2 separate regions of the Mus musculus genome follow, and region 2 is linked to region 1. The links are chromatin contacts, called in public HiChIP or PLAC-seq maps. All regions are on one chromosome and are shown on one strand. The core of a region is the stretch at or near the end of the contact, and the rest is flanking DNA. Distances in the headings are between cores, read along the strand shown.

What was found. HiChIP or PLAC-seq counts read pairs in DNA pulled down with a chosen protein or histone mark.
Region 2: an H3K27ac HiChIP or PLAC-seq map of microglia shows a contact between it and region 1, with 6 times the contacts expected there. The contact joins the enhancer-like site here to the promoter of Orai1 in region 1. A contact is called at or near these places in 9 of 39 promoter capture datasets (the C10 cell line, HPC-7-derived erythroid cells, cranial neural crest and 5 more), 8 of 15 datasets of contacts at CTCF or cohesin (CD8 T cells, the G1E-ER4 cell line, the NIH/3T3 cell line and 4 more), 140 of 484 Hi-C or Micro-C datasets (8-cell embryo, the AML12 cell line, B cells and 76 more), 48 of 115 datasets of contacts at active chromatin or transcription factors (the 230-238 cell line, CD8 T cells, DN3 thymocytes and 31 more) and 6 of 9 other capture datasets (adipose tissue, embryonic stem cells, embryonic tail and 3 more).

The regions. Positions count from the first base shown.
Region 1 is chr5:123,012,229-123,019,919 of GRCm38.p6, forward strand. It overlaps Orai1 (ORAI calcium release-activated calcium modulator 1), which reads left to right and starts at 2,846. Exons shown (of 2, transcript NM_175423.3): 1 at 2,846-3,338. The coding sequence starts at 3,030. It overlaps Gm2479 (a long non-coding RNA gene), which reads right to left and starts at 2,799. Exons shown (of 3, transcript XR_387710.4): 1 at 2,499-2,799.
Region 2 is chr5:122,962,025-122,969,715 of GRCm38.p6, forward strand. All of the region lies in intron 4 of Kdm2b (lysine (K)-specific demethylase 2B), which reads right to left. Among named protein-coding and RNA genes, the nearest start is that of Kdm2b, 23 kb to the right of the region's middle. Within about 2 kb of position 3,702, at least 18 of the 459 cell types and tissues checked have an H3K27ac peak or open chromatin away from gene starts, as enhancers often do. A contact at or near this core is called in bone marrow-derived dendritic cells, bone marrow-derived macrophages, cerebellum and 2 more, where this site is marked.

The sequences.
Region 1 (7,691 bases), core at 1,596-4,095:
TGCGGCAAAGTAAGATTGATAAGAAGGGAAGGGGTTACAATGTTGCAATGAGGAAACCATCCCCGTTGCTAAGGCCTCAGGTGTTTTTTTTTTTTGTTGTTGTTTTGTTTTGTTTTGTTTTGTTTTTTTGCCACACCACTGCTAGATCTCTTCATTGCTCTACATCAGTAGACCTCTGTCTTTCAGACTCTTTGTTTTGTTTTGCTTTGTTTTTTGTTTTTTGAGACAGGGTTTCTCTGTGTTCCCCTGGCTGTCCTGGAACTCACTTTGTAGACCAGGCTGGCCTCGAACTCAGAAATCCTCCTGCTTCTGCCTCCCAAGTGCTGGGATTAAAGGCGTGTGCTACCACACCCGGCTGTCTTCCAGACTCTTAACCTCCAGACCTCACGCCCTCTCTCTCTTGGTTTCCATGAACCAAGGATGTCAGTTACTGTATTGACTAAACCTGGTCCTACACAAACTCTAAAGGGTGGGGCTCAGATCAATACATTAATTGGCTAGACAACTTCAGATGCCGACCTAGCATTGCTGCGATAAAGGCCAAGACCGAAGGCAACTTGGGAAGGAAAGGGCTTATTTGGCTTACGTGTTCCCAGGTCACACTCTATCAGGGCAGGAACCGAAGCAGGGATCAGGGAGGAACGATGCTTACTGGCTGCCTCAGCCTGCCCTTCTTATAGAACTCAGGATTTTACCCACCTGTCCAGGGGGCAGCACCACTCACAGTGGGCTGGGCCATCCGTGAATCAATCATTCATCAAGAAAATGACCTCCAGATTTGCATACAGGCCAGTTTGAGGGGTACACATTCTCCATTGAGCTTCCCTCCTCTCCAATGGCTCTAGTTCATGTCAAGCTGACAAACAACAACAACAACAACAACAACAACAAAAACCCAAAAACCTAACACAGATGCTATTACAATCAGAGCTATGCAAGGGAAGATATCAGGGTGACCAGACAAGACCATACGTGGGGCTATGTAGGCAAAAGGAAAGGTCTTTAGGATAGTTGAGCACAGGTGTAAATGATAATCAGGAATAATAAGCACAAAGCCCATGTAGGAAACAAACCTAATGGGGTGAGATTTCAAATTCCAAGGGCTCAATCTTTTCGTTGTCATTTTATGTTCTGGAGACATTTTTGTTTGTTTGTTTGTTTGTTTTGGTTTTGTTTTGTTTTTCGAGACAGGGTTTCTTTGTATAGCCCTGGCTGTCCTGGAACTCACTCTGTAGACCAGGCTGGCCTCGAACTCAGAAATCTACCTGCCTCTGCCTCTGCCTCCCAAGTACTGGGATTAAAGGCATGCGCTACCACTGCCCAGGGAGACAAAGTCTTTTATGTAGCTGGCCTAGAACTCAGAGATCCTCTTGCCCTGCCTCTGTCTCCCAAGCGCTGGGATTAAAGGCTTGTGCCACCATGCCAGCCCCAAGTTCTCAATCTTTGTAAACCTGGGAAGGCAGCAGCTAGGGGAATCTCAGAAACTCCACAGGAGGCCTCTCTTTTGTGCCATGTGGTTGAGTGAAGGGCTGCCCTCTAGCGGTTGTACAAGAGTTTAACTCTCACACTGTTAGACCTGGAGTGCCACACCACATGCTTAGGATTTATTTGACTGGGATCTAAATTTATCATTTGTTCTTGTTTTTCCCACATGTATTCAGTCAACAAGCATTTCTTCAATGTGGAGTATGTGCCAAGAAACATTCTGAAGGCTGGGGGTTAAAGCGGTGAGACTGCTCTTAACGTGTCCTAAAGTTCCTTAGCCCAGTGCCCTCCCTACCTTACCGGTATCTCCTGAGCCCCACCCTGAACCTCCCTATTTTCCTCTTCCCTTAGGTCCTGGCGCCTATCTTGCTGGCCCAGGTCTCAGCTCAGATGAGACTCCCAAGGTGTGAACCTTTTTAGTCTGCCTCCTGCAGAATAGAAAACGCTACGGAGGGGTCTGGGAATGGCAGGCACAGGCTAATGGCAGGCACATGCTAATGGCAGTAGTCCAGAGGCTTGGGCAGATGGCTCTTTGTGAGTTCGAAGCCAGCCTGGTCTATATAACAAGTTTCAAACCAGGCAGAGCTATGTAGTCTCAAAAATAAATAAATACAAACGGGGGCTAGCATTCTAAAATTAAAATAAAAACCCTGTTACTATCCACCTTTTTTTATCTTTTTTTTTTCTGTACACATTTACAGTCTCCTGAACTATAATTGACTCGATGTTTGTGTGTCTTTTCTACAAGAGTGTTGGCTGCAAGGGTGCAGGGAATTTTGTCCCTCTTGTGTTTCGAGGCAAGGGCTCACTCCTCCTTCAAACTCATTGTTTTCCAGTCTCCTCTATGCTGGGACTCCAGGCACGCATAACATCTTCGGGATCGACTTTGTCCGTCTCAATCACAAGCCTACACCCTGCCCTCGGTGCCTGGGACCGTGTTGGCACCCAATAGACGCTCAATAACCGCTCACTGAACTCTAGTAGCCCTCCGCTTGCTCTTTTTTCCAACAGACCTTTTGCCACCTTGTTCCAAGGAGGAAATAGGCCTCAGGAGGCGCCCAGAGGTGACCTCGGATGGCCTAAGTCAAGAGCTCCGGGAGCAAAGCCACAGGAGCAGCTGCAAAGAGAAGCGAGGCCTGACAGCGTGGGGCGCTTCCAGGAAGGCGAGCCAGGGGCTGGGGGCGGAGCCGTCGGAGGCGGTGCGGGGTACGTCACTCGCACGGACACCGCCCACCGCCTTGTGGGCGGGGTGTGTTCGTGGGTGTGGCGTATGCAAATAACCTCGGGTCGCCGGCCAATCGTGGAGCTCGCGGAGGTGCCGGCTTGGGACCGGACGCCGGTCGGCACGCAGGCTCCGGTCGCGGCCGCTTGGAACTTGCGGAGCGGTTCTGCAGCCAGTGCCTCGGCCTTCGGATCCGGTGCGTCCGGCTGCGGGAGACCGGCTCGAGTGGGAGGCCGGCGGAGGTGCGGCGCGGCCCGGCCCGGCCCCGGGGCCGCAGCCTTCTCAGGCGCTCGCCGCCAGCCGCGCCTTCGCAGCGTACTCCATGCATCCGGAGCCTGCCCCGCCCCCGAGTCACAGCAATCCGGAGCTTCCCGTGAGCGGCGGCAGCAGCACTAGCGGCAGCCGCCGGAGCCGCCGCCGCAGCGGGGACGGGGAGCCCTCGGGGGCCCCACCGCTGCCGCCGCCGCCACCCGCCGTCAGCTACCCGGACTGGATCGGCCAGAGTTACTCCGAGGTGATGAGCCTCAACGAGCACTCGATGCAGGCGCTGTCCTGGCGCAAGCTCTACTTAAGCCGCGCCAAGCTCAAAGCTTCCAGCCGGACCTCGGCTCTGCTCTCCGGCTTCGCCATGGTGAGCTCGGGCCTCCCTGCCCTCCTCCCCTCTTCCTGCTTCGGCCGCTCCCGCCCGCAGCCCCGACGGGGCCCACAGTTGGGAGCGGGCTGGGCGTGCCTGGGGTGAGGGGAAGAGCTGGGGAAAGCTGTCCTAGGCGCCGGAGGGGAGCCAGAGGCTGCTGAGCTGTGAGGGCGAGGTGGACGACCAGAGATAGAGATACCCACGCGCAGGTGTTTTTAGACGGGCACCTTGTCGCGGCAAAGAGGTTAGGGTTACAAAGAATGTTGCTTTCATGAAGTTGCTATGTAAGAAGTCTGCCCTGCATGTAATCAGGGGGACAAGAAGGATGCAAAAGGTCCAGCCCACTGAGGACAGGTGTCAGGAGATGAAGATGAGCTACATTGTGGCCGCGCCTTCTCGCACACCTAAGGCCGGAAGGTATTAACAAGACTTTATCAAATATTGGAGGGGATTTCCCAATACGTTCCACCTCCCCATACTCCACTAACTCTTACTCCCTTTTACACTCCCCACCCCACCGCATTTTCCAAGAGCCTCAGCCTAGGGGTTGAGTGCCACTCCCCACCCTCATTTTCTTCTCTAGAAACTTGCCTCTGAGTCACTGGGTGTGGGGGAGGAGGGTGGGACATGTTCCCCTTGAAAGGGCTCTTGCTTGATGAAGAGGTAGGCATATTTTCCTCCCCTCAAGTCCCAAGAAGGTGGTACGAAGCCTCTGCAGGAGGCGCCCCTGGAGGCTGCAGGTTAGGCACCAGACCTTAACTCTAGGAATACCTTCAGGCTTGCCTGTCTTGGAGTTTGCCTGGAGCTGTTATTATCTTTCGATGACATCAACCTACATCAGTGGGGTCTGCCGCCCCCCCCCTTCACCATCACGGCCGCCTCCCCCCCCCCCCCCCCCCCCCCCGTGAATTAGCTAAGCCTTTGGCCTTGAGGAAGGGAGTGGTTGGCACCCTTGGTTTTCTTGGGAAGGGAGTGTTGTCTGGGTCTCTCCCTGTCGCCTGCAAACAAGTGGATCAACACAGTTGTGAGCCCGGATGCTTTAGAAGCCCACAGTGCACTAGGCCAGAGAGGAAAGGCCAGGAGGTGTGATATAAATTACCCTTCCCAGCTCTGCCACTTGCTGCTTGCCTGTATGACCTCAGGCAAATCAATCTCTCTCTCTCTCTCTCTCTCTCTCCCTCTCTCTCTCTCTCTCTCTCTCTCTCCCTCTCTACCTCTCTCCCTCTCCCCAGATCTTGATTTCTTAAATGGCAGATTAAAAAAAAAAACCTTAAAACCGACTTTAAAAAATGATGTTGGAGGAGGAGCCCTTTAAAGAGGTGAAAGTGAGTTGGCTTATAATTATAGTACTCAGGAGGCAGAGGCAGGAGGATTGCCCATGACTTCAAGACCTGTCTGTTCTACACAGCTAGTCTGGTAAACAGGACTTGAACCTGGGTCAGCCAGTGTCTAGGTCTTACTTAAGACATACCACAGTGCTATGGGCAGTTTCCAGCCAGGGCCAGGTAGCTCCAAGCCAAAGGGAATGAGAAACAAAGCCACACAATGTTTCTTTGGAAGTTAAAGAGAAAGTTTTACACTTTAGGGGAGGGGGTATCACGTGTTTATGGCTTGTAAATTGTAACTTCTTAGACCCCAGGAGAGGTGAGGGTCAGATAGGGGGTCCTTTCCTACCCTCTCCTTTTCTCGTTCTCCTCTGCAGAAGGTCAAGCCTCCACTAAAAACATGGAGGAGGTTAGAAGGCTGGGGTAGCTAAAACCGGTGGATGGGCATGGGTGCATCCACACTGTCTGTCCTGGGAATCTTGTTTGCACAGCCTGGGTAGAGTAGGCTCCTCAACTCCAGGATGCCATCCTTTAAATTGTGCAGACTTACGAAGGGTTGAGGTCCAGGACTGCCTCCCTTCTGAGCCACAGTTTCAACTAAGCACTCTGCTATGAAGCTGGACTTCTAAGAACTCTGGATTCATTGTCTGAGGTCTCCTGATGCTCTGCCCCCACTGCCGACACCCAGCCCCTTGAGTGAGCCTCAAGAGAGGAAGGGGGTGCCTGGCCACCCTCATGCCATGGTAACGGAGTGACAAGTTTCCTGGATTACTCTTCTCTTGGCTTGTGAGTCAGCACAGCCAACTTCCTGCCCCCAGAGGGCTTCCTTCCTACAAACCTGGAAAAGTAGAGGAGCTGACCCGACCTTTGCCCCTCCAGTGTTAGCCAGGTTGCCTGGAATGCCAAATTCACCTGCTTATCCCTAAAGTGAGCGTGAGGGAGAGTCTCTCAAAAGGCCTGGTGGAGATCAAGCCAATCCTAACTTCATGATGAAAGGGTGTAGGCCAGGTGCCTGTAACACATTGAGGATAAGCGTCTTTGAGGTTAGTTTTCTCCTGTGTAGAGATGGGCAGATCTTGTTCTCTCCTTGACTTGTATGAGGGTTCCTTACGAGGGCCCATGGGGAGCTGAGGGATTTCAGGACCTGATGCTGTATCTGGTCTGCTGGTGGGACTCTACAGATAGAAAACGAAGGGAACCCGAATCTAGGTTAGATGTGCATTTTACAGTGTCCCTGGAGCCAAGAGTATCCCTTGGGCAGGTGGTAGTATACATCTTTAAACCCAGCAATTCAGGAGGCAGAGGCAGGCAGATCTCTGAGTTCCAGGCCAGCCTGGTCTCCAGAGCAAGTTCTAAGACAGCCAGAGCTACACAGAGAAACACTATCTTAAAAAACAAAAGTTTCCTTCAGAGCCTACCTTTAGGCTGTCTGTCCCTAAGGTTACCACAGCCTGGGCCTGACCCTGTCCCTGTACAGGACAAAGGTGGTCATGCATGGGAGGCAGGCTGTAACATTAGCCTAAGCAGACGATAATTGGGAAGGTCAGTCTGGTGCGGTAAACAAAATGCCTTCCACGACCTGGGATCAATTAGTTTTGGATTATCTTCCTCCTCAAGTTCTGCCCGCCAGCCCCTTTTTTGTTCCAGGTTCCAGAGCAGGTTCAGAAGTTGGCTAAGCTTTCTGGGAAAATGAATTGGAAGGAAGCGCTCCAGTCATGAGACATGATTGGGTGTTTTTGACATACCCAGAGATCAGAGTGCTGGGTGGGAGGTGAGCAAGAAGCTACTATTACCACTCGGTACTAATCCCCGGAAAGGAGGGTTAATGCTGGAGTCGATGGGCCTCTTGTACCAGGCTAGCAACCGTGGAAAATGCTTCAGAGGGGTCCTCCTGTCATCTTCCTTCCAAGCATGGTTGTGAATGACATGCTGCAATTTAAGTCACTGGCTCCGGAAGCCATTATAGCCCTCTGGGTGGTCCATGTTGGAAAGCAAGCCTCAGAGAGTGGCAAGGACATAGAGCCCAGAAGCTCTAGGGTAGCAAAATGGGAATGGGCACATCAGCTACCCAGGTGCCAGTGTCAGCCGGGCTTCTTCAGGCTGTAAAAACTGGGGGAAGTTGCTTAACCTCTTGGGGTTCCTTCCCCAGTAAACAGCAACCAACCTCATTGGCTTGTGGATTTGTTGGGTTGGTATTTGCAAGTTATAATACCTGCCTAGGTATCTAGGGAACTTGTTTACGCTAGTTGCCATGGTGTGGGGGTCTGCTTTCTGAAGGATGGAAGGATTGTGATTCCAATGGAGCCTTGAGGATGGTGGAAGTGAGGTCCTGAGGAGAGCCTACCAAACTGGCAAGAACCTTCACAGTCAGTCGTGGGGTCTCTAGGGAAAGAGAGGGGGTCTGGTGTGACTGGCATCATGCCACACACCAAGTCACTCTGGTGGCTCACACCTCTAATCCCCGGCACTCGGGAGGCAAAGGCAAGCGGCTCTCTGTGAGTCTGAGACCCTGCCCTAAACAAAAGCCCTATGGTAGAGGACATTGAGGACCTCTCTAGGAAGTTGGAACTCTTGGGTGAGCAGCAGGGACCTATCAAAGATTATAGACAGGGGCCTGGTGTGAATAATGTAACAGTGATGATTAAAGCGGGTATTACGTAACTCTTAACTGTGTCCAGCATGAGCCCAGACTCCTTCCTTCCTTTCATTCTTGTTTAAACCTCACCGTAGCTCTTAAAAGTTTGAGAACCACACAGGAAAACCAGGGCTCAGAAAAGCCCTGATCACAGCTAGCTAGTAGGACTGAGTTCTGTTGAGTCTGACTGGAGCCTTTTCTCCCCTCCCTCCTTTTGCCAGTATCCCCGCCCCCACCCCTACCCCGAGCTGGTTGATAACCAGGCCTTTGGAGTCTGCCAGATGCCCAATTCTGCATGCAAGATTTGTACTCTGGGCAGTGCATAAATGGAACTCTCTGCTGAATATCCCAAGGGGAGGTTGATGTCTGCTCCGTCGAGAGAGGCCTTTT
Region 2 (7,691 bases), core at 2,452-4,951, 49 kb before region 1:
TCTTAATTAGCGATTGATGTGGGAGAGCCTGGCCCATTGTGGGTGGAGCCATCCCTGGGCTGATGGTCCTGTGGGAGAGCCCCGCCCATTGTGGGTGGGGCCATCCCTGGGGTGGTGATCCTGAGTTCTGTAAGGAGCCAGGCTGAGCAAGCCATGGGAAGCAAATAAGCAGCCTCCTCCATGGGCTCTGCATCAGTTCCTGCCTCCAGGTTCTTGCTCTCACTGCCTTTGATGATGAACTGTTATACAGAACTGTAAATGTAATAAGAAACCCTTTCCTCCCCCAGTTACTTTGGTGATTTTTTTAAAGAAAAGGGTTATTTATTATTATGTTAAGCACACGGTAGCTGTCTTCAGACACACCAGAAGAAGGCATCAGATCTCATTACGGATGGTGGTGAGCCAACATGTGGTTGCTGGGATTTGAACTCAGGACCTTCAGAAGAGCAGTTAGTGCTCTTAACCGCTAAGCCATCTCACCAGCCCCCCAGTGGTTTTTAATCATTGCAACAGTAACCCTAGCTACGACATGGTGCCATCTCAGTATCCCCGAACCTGACCATCTGTCTCCCTCCTCCATCACTACAGTCTACTGTAACTGCTCTCCAAAATGGCATCCCAAGATCTCCAGGCTACCTCCTTGTACTCACACTGACAATGAAGCCAGGCTAAATTTTCTCAAACAGAGACCCAACTTAAAACCCCTGGGGTGGCTCCACACTTTCTACCATCCAAGCCCTTAGTATAACAAGCAAGGCCTTTCTGTTGACAGCATAAGAGTATTTCTCCTGGGGATAGGGGTTCATGGGGGTGGAATGAAGAGATGGCTCAGTGGTTAAGAGCACTGACTGTTCTTCCAGAGGTCCTGAGTTCAATTCCCAGCAACCACATGGTGGCTCACAACCATCTACAATAGGATCCGATGCCCTTTTCTGGTGTGTCTGAAGACAGCAACAGTGTACTCATATACATAAATACATCTTTTTTTAAAAGAAAAAAAAGAGTGTTTCTCTCTCTTGAAAATCAAGAGTTTCAAACATTCACTTGGGATGCCAAATGAATAGTTGTGACCTCAGTCCTATTTCAGAAAGAAAGAAAGAAAGAAAGAGAGAGAGAGAGAGAGAGAGAGAGAGAGAGAGAGAAAGAAAGAAAGAAAGAAAGAAGAAAGAAAGCTCTCTTGCTTAGGAGAGATGGCTCAATGGTTAAGAGCACTTACTCTTTCAGATCTCGGTTGGATCCCTAGCACTACATGGTGGTGAGTGTTCACCTGTAACTCGAGTTCCACGAGATTTCATGCCCACTCTTCTGATGCAGGTACATTATACACATTATCAGGCAAAACTCATAGGTGGAAAATATTAATTTTTAAAATTAAAAGAAAATGTGTTCATTCCTAAATAAGGCTTTTAAAAAAGATTTATTTATTATTATAAATAAGTACACCGTAGCTGTCTTCAGACACACCAGAAGAGAGGGTCAGATCTCTTTACGGGTAGTTGGGAGCCACCATGTGGTTGCTGGGATTTGAACTCAGGACCTTCAGAAGAGTAGTCAGTGCTCTTACCTGCTGAGCCATCTCTCCAGCCCTGGTTTCCAAATAAATAGATCAAAGTCTTACTTGGGGCACAGCCCTTGCCTTCCACGAATGAGAACATGGAGTTTAGTCACCAGAACTCACATGAAAAAAGCCATGTGTGATGGGGTGCATTTGCGATCCCAGTGTAGGAGAGGCAGAGACTAATGGATCTCCCAGGCTCTCTGGCCAGCCAGCTTAGCCTACACTCAAGGAGCGTCATATCAGTGAAGTCACATCAGTGAGGAACACATCTTATACAAATGGGATCGATGATTCCTAAGGAAAGACACCCAGGACTGTCCGCTGCCTAGACAGGCAGACATCATGCACACACGCATGCTGCACGTGTACACGAAGGCTCATTTCTGGGGCTAGGGATTTGGATCAATTGGTACAGTGCTTGCCTAACACTTGCAATGTGCCAGTCTCCATCCCAAGCATTGCAGAAACCATGAAGGCCCTGTATACCTATATCCAAAACCCAGAAGTCTGAGTGAGGCAGGAGGATTACCACCATGGGTTCAAGGCCAGCATGGGCTACATAGTGAGCTATAGCCAAGTCTAGACCACATTGTGGGACCCTCTCTCAAAATAAAGCTAAGGAGGGGGAAAAATAATCTCATTCCCTAGCCTGGAGAGACAGCATTAGCTTGGTTTCTTTGAACTTCAATCCCAATCCTGCCAACACTTCTGCTCTGGAGTGTGAGGAAGTCACATGACTCAGGGTCACCTGTCCAGAATGTACTGAGGCTACATCACCCCCAGCACTGGTCAGGACTGCTAAGGATGGTGCTGCTCTCTTGTGCTTCTTCCATGCCCCTTTTAGGCACCAGGGGTACAGGCACCCTGTTGTAAGGGGAAGTTCTGTTCGTAATGTCTTATTCCCCATAGGTTCTTGACTTGTCAATAAAGAAGGCCATGGGAGTGGGAGGGAGTAATTGGTAGAGGGAAGGTATAGGTGGGACTTCTGGGTCCCAAGAGGAAAAGGAGACACTGGGAAAGAGAGAGGGGCTTTTCTGTCATACTTAGGAACGAGAAGAAAGCAACAGCTATGTGAGGTCTCGGGGCAGGTATGGCCTGTATCCTCTGCTATGGATGGGTCAAGGATGCCAGGGGGTCAAGGATGTTGGTGGGGACTAGTTGATGCAAGCCACTAAGTTTAGGGTGGAGGGAGAGACTAATTATCAATAAATTGATAAGGGTAAACATTTCCAGGTGGGAGGTATCTATGCCCAACAATTGTGCCACGGAAGACAAGCTATAAAGTGACAAGCTAAGTGTGTGGTTTTTATCTGCAGATTCAAAAGAAATCCTGGTTAGGGCTGCTCGAGATCACTCCCTAGCCTGGAGAGGCAGCATTAGCTTGGTTTCTTTGAACTTCAATCCCAATCCTGCCAACACTTCTGCTCTGGAGTGTGAGGAAGTCACATGACTCAGGGTCACCTGGGGGTGATGCAGCCTCAGTACATACTGGACAGGTGATCCCAGAGCTAAGCAAGGTGGGACAAAAGGGAGCTGGGAGGGGCTGATAACGAGGTCCCAGCTCTCAGACTAAGGCGGAAAACGAACATTTAAAACTACACACGACACCTTGCTGTCTTGCTCTCACTATTCCATAACACGAATCTGGACAAAGGGGCCTGGTGTGTACACACACACACACACACACACACACACACACACACACACACAACAGCTACGGAATGAACAAGTATCAAATATGAGGTGGAACGCCAAGCCACCTGTGAATGTCGGCCCAACAGAAAAGAGCAAGTGCGCCCTGCTCAGCAAAGTCCAGCCTTCCGCCTCAGCAATGGACTCTGCGCCTCTCACAACACCCCAGAGAAAAAAGGAGCCCGCTCTGGACTGGGACAGAAGGCCTCCCGGTGTGTCTTGGATTCCCCTGCCAAAAGCAAACCTTTGGTCTTTCTTTACTCCTCTGTGAAATGGGAAAATGTGTGTCTCTAGAACGTCTGCCAGGGAGGAGGAAGTGACAGAGCCTTCAAGGGGGGAGAAAACAGACACGATGGAGACTGCCAAGTTCTTGGTGACTTATTAAGGAAGCTGGCATCTTCTGCGTGCTACACTCGCGATGAACATGAACCCGCCATCTGGTCTGAAAAGACCCGAGTTCCTCATTATCTCCGTGGCAAATACGCAGTAGATGGAGACTTTGACATACTCTACAAAAACCAGAGTTAAACCAATGTATTCATCATAACCCTAAAGGTTACAGCCTCACTCAGCTAGGTTAGCCCAGAAGAGCCTCTGAGCCAATGGCTCACCTAGCACACTGCCTACTTGTCTGTTGGGTTGTTTGTGGTTTTTTGAGGCAGTATCTCCTGTAGCTCAGTGTAAACTCAACAATGTAACTCAGGAGAACTCCATCTTCCTGTCTCCATCTCCCAAATGCTGAGGTCACAGCCAGAAACCAATTTTTTTCCTTTCTTTGGTTTTTTTTGGTTTTTGTGGTTGTTTTCAAGACAGGGTTTCTCTGTGTAGCCCTGGCTGTCCTGGGGTGTTGTAGACCAGGCTAGCCTCCAACTCAGAAATCACCTGCCTCTGTCTCCTAAGTGCTGGGATTAAAGGTGTGTGCCACCACGCCCGGCTTGTTTATTATTTTCATTTAAGTACACTGAAGCTGTCTTCGGACACACCAGGAGGGGGCATCAGATCTCATTACGAATGTTTGTGAACCATCATATGGTTGCTGGGATTTGAACTCAGGACCTTCGGAAGAGCAGTCAGTGCTCTTAACCACTGAGCCATCTCACCAGCCCCTCATTTCCTTTTTAAAAGATAGGTCTTGCTTTATAGACCAGAATGATCATGATCTTGAACTCAAGACTTCCTGCGTTACTCTCCTAGATCCTGGGGTGACACAGGCACCCCACCATGCCTGCTTCTGCAGCTTTCTGGACTTTGTTTATTCCTTTTTAAGAAGAGGATCGTCTTGAGAGAGAGAGAAAGAAAAAGAGAGAAAGAAAGAGAAAGAGAGAGAGAGAGATCCCTATCTAGCCCCAGAACTTACTATGAAGACCAGGCTGGCCTCAAAATGATGAGGCCAGGTGTGGTTGCACACATCTTTAATCCCAGCACAGAGGCAGGTAAATCTCAGTGAGTTCGAGGCCATCCAGAGCCACACAGTGAGACCCTGTCTTGAAAAAATCAAATGCTGGTGTGCATAACCATACCCAGCTCTTTAATTATTAACCTTTGACTTTCCCCTCTCCCTCTCCCTCTCCCTCTCCCTCTCCTCCCCTCCCCTCCTCTTCCCTCCCCTCTTCCCTCCCCTCTTCCCTCCCCCTCCCCTCTTCCCTCCCCTCTTCCCTCCCCCTCCTCTCCTCTCTTCTCTTCTCTTAGCCAGGGTCTCATCATGTGGCTCTGACTGCTTTTGAATTCACAGAGACTCACCTGTCTCTGCCTTTTGGCTAAGACTTGATTTTTTTATTATTTTAATTAAAAAGTTTCATATTGCCAGCTACACCCAGCACTCAGGAGGCAGAGGGAGACAGATCTGAGTTCGAGGCCAGCCTGGTCTACAGAGTGAGTTCCAGGACAGCCAGGGCTACACAGAGAAACCCTGTCTCTGGGGTGGAATAAAAGCTTCATATTTCTCTTGCTTTCTGTTGCTGTGTGTGCCTTCAACACTTTCAGATGGATTTTCTGTTCCGCAATAATGAAAGCACACTTGATCCTGTCACAGACACATCTAGCACACATGTATTTTGGCTTGGACAACTTCATAGGGACTTCAGGTCTCAAAGCACAAACTGCTCAAAGCCTACCTTCACATGCGCACCACTTGCAGATTTCAGCGTTTTCCTGACGTTCTGGGTATAAACGTAAACAATCCTTTTACAGGGGTTTGGGACACCCTCGTTTTGTTTGACGTTTGTGTTGCAGGAAACCATGCAATGATCGTATGTTGAACGACTGAGCATTCTGAGTGCCCATAAGCGCCATCCCTGGAGGAGCGCTATTTACATTCCCAAATACAGAGGTAGACATAAAAGAGCATCTCTCAATTGTGAACACGATTGAAACTTGAGTTCCCACATTCACACAGAAGCATGCTCGGCACCAAGCAGCAGGCAGCGGTTCTGAATCGCACACAAGCTATGGTGGCAGAGCTGAGCATCTGCAACCGAGAGCAAATCCCGCTCTCAAAGCATCAAATGTTTGCTCTCCGGTTCTTTCCGAGTAAAGTCTGCTGACCCCTGCACCAACAGGGCTCTGGATGGACCCGAGTGCCACTCAAGTTAACAGCTCATCACTTTCAACGTGCCAAGCTGTGCCTGGGTGGGCGCAGAACTGCCCTGTAACAGGCCAATGGCCCAATAATGGTGAAAGGGAGGGGGGATCTCTCACATAGAAGAAACCGAGTTAGAAAAAATGAACTCCTCAAACACACAGAAGAACTCAAGAGTTCTTATATCTCTTGGATTCGGGGTCTGGTACTCACAGCCATGAAAAGAAGGACTGACTGCTTTACAAACGAGCAAAGCACGGCCACGCGTGGTGTGCTGACTCCATTCCCAGGAACGCGCTCTTTCTCCCAATTACAGCCAAAGCCAAGCACCTCAGCAAAGGCCTGTCCCCTCCACGGGCACGCCCATCATCTCTGCTCTATGAGTCGGAAATCCAATTACTGTTGGACGCATAAGAGACCGGACACTTGGACAACTAACTTGCCCGAGCATGCGCAGTCAGTACACAGAGCTGGAATTTGAAGCTAATTCAAGGCTACACCTGGGCTCAGGCTCTAAATGCCACCTCTGCCACTGCCTATTTTTATCACATGCTAAGGGTGAAAAGATGACCCTTGACGCCAGTGATTCCAGTTTCCTGCAGCTAGGTGCAGCCCTCAAGATGACAGGAAGCGGACCCAAGAGAAAGCCGCTTTGTGCCTGCACTGGGAAGGTGCATATCCACCAGGGGGCATCCCTGGTCTTTGCTGAAGATTCAGGCCACATTTGACACAATGCGAGTCAAAGAGGCTGGAACAGGTCAGCCTCCCTCAAGTTCCCTAAGAGTTCCACAGGGCAGAGAACCTGTTACTAAGCATCCACAAATCCTCTTCAGCTTCCTATTATGTCCAGCCCTGTACCTTAGCTTTGTTCAGGATCCAGCTGATGGGTTTCTCCCTAAGAGGAGGGGTACACAGTATCAGCATCAGAGCCCCAGAGGCTGCTGCACTTCAGCTGTACAGGCCAATCTTAGACTCTACATGTGTTAAGGAGCTCAAACATCCATGTAGGCAAGACAGTCATATGCATGAAATAAACAAACAAACAAAAATATAAAATAAAATACAGGGCTACAAAGAGAGACCCAGCCTCAAAGACAAAAACTGGGTGTGGTATTATATGCCATTATATCCAAGCACTTGGAAGGAAGAGGCAGTCAGGGCTACATAGAGAAACCGTATGTCAATAAAAAAAACCAAACAAACAAAGAAAATATGCTATATGCAATACTCTAAAAATTATTAAAATCTTTCTTACTCTAAACTACACAGAGGATGGGACAATATTAATCCCAATGTTTGGGAGCCAGAGACAGGTAGATCTCTGAGTTTGAAGCCAGCCTGCTCTATATAGGGAGTTCCAAGACAGCTATATAAGGCACACCCCAGAATGCACCTTGGATGCCTCTGGACACCTGGGACAATGCCAAGAGCCCTAGTTAAGGTTATGGTCCCATAGGCACCACAAACCCTATTCCTGGGTCCAGCTCCTGCCAGGGAAAGACATAGACTTAACTTTACTTCTTCAAAGAGTACACGAGTCAGATCTATAGATAAAAAGCAAGCAGCCTGGGGTTGAGTGGGCCAAGGAAGGACAGACTCAGCATTAGGACTACATTCCTGGGATTTCCCTTGGAAAACCACTGAGTGGGGTCGCGCATGCAGGACCTCTCTCAGGGCTGGCATACTGCATCACTACATACCACATACGCCATTACTCAGCTCATTTCCCATCAGTGTGACTGGGGTAAGTTGGATTGGAGGGATAAAGAGAGGCTTGAGGGGCCACTGGGGACAGGGCAACCTGTCAGTCAGCCGGAGCTGGCTGGCTGCACACCTGTAACCCCAGCACTCGAGAGGATAAAG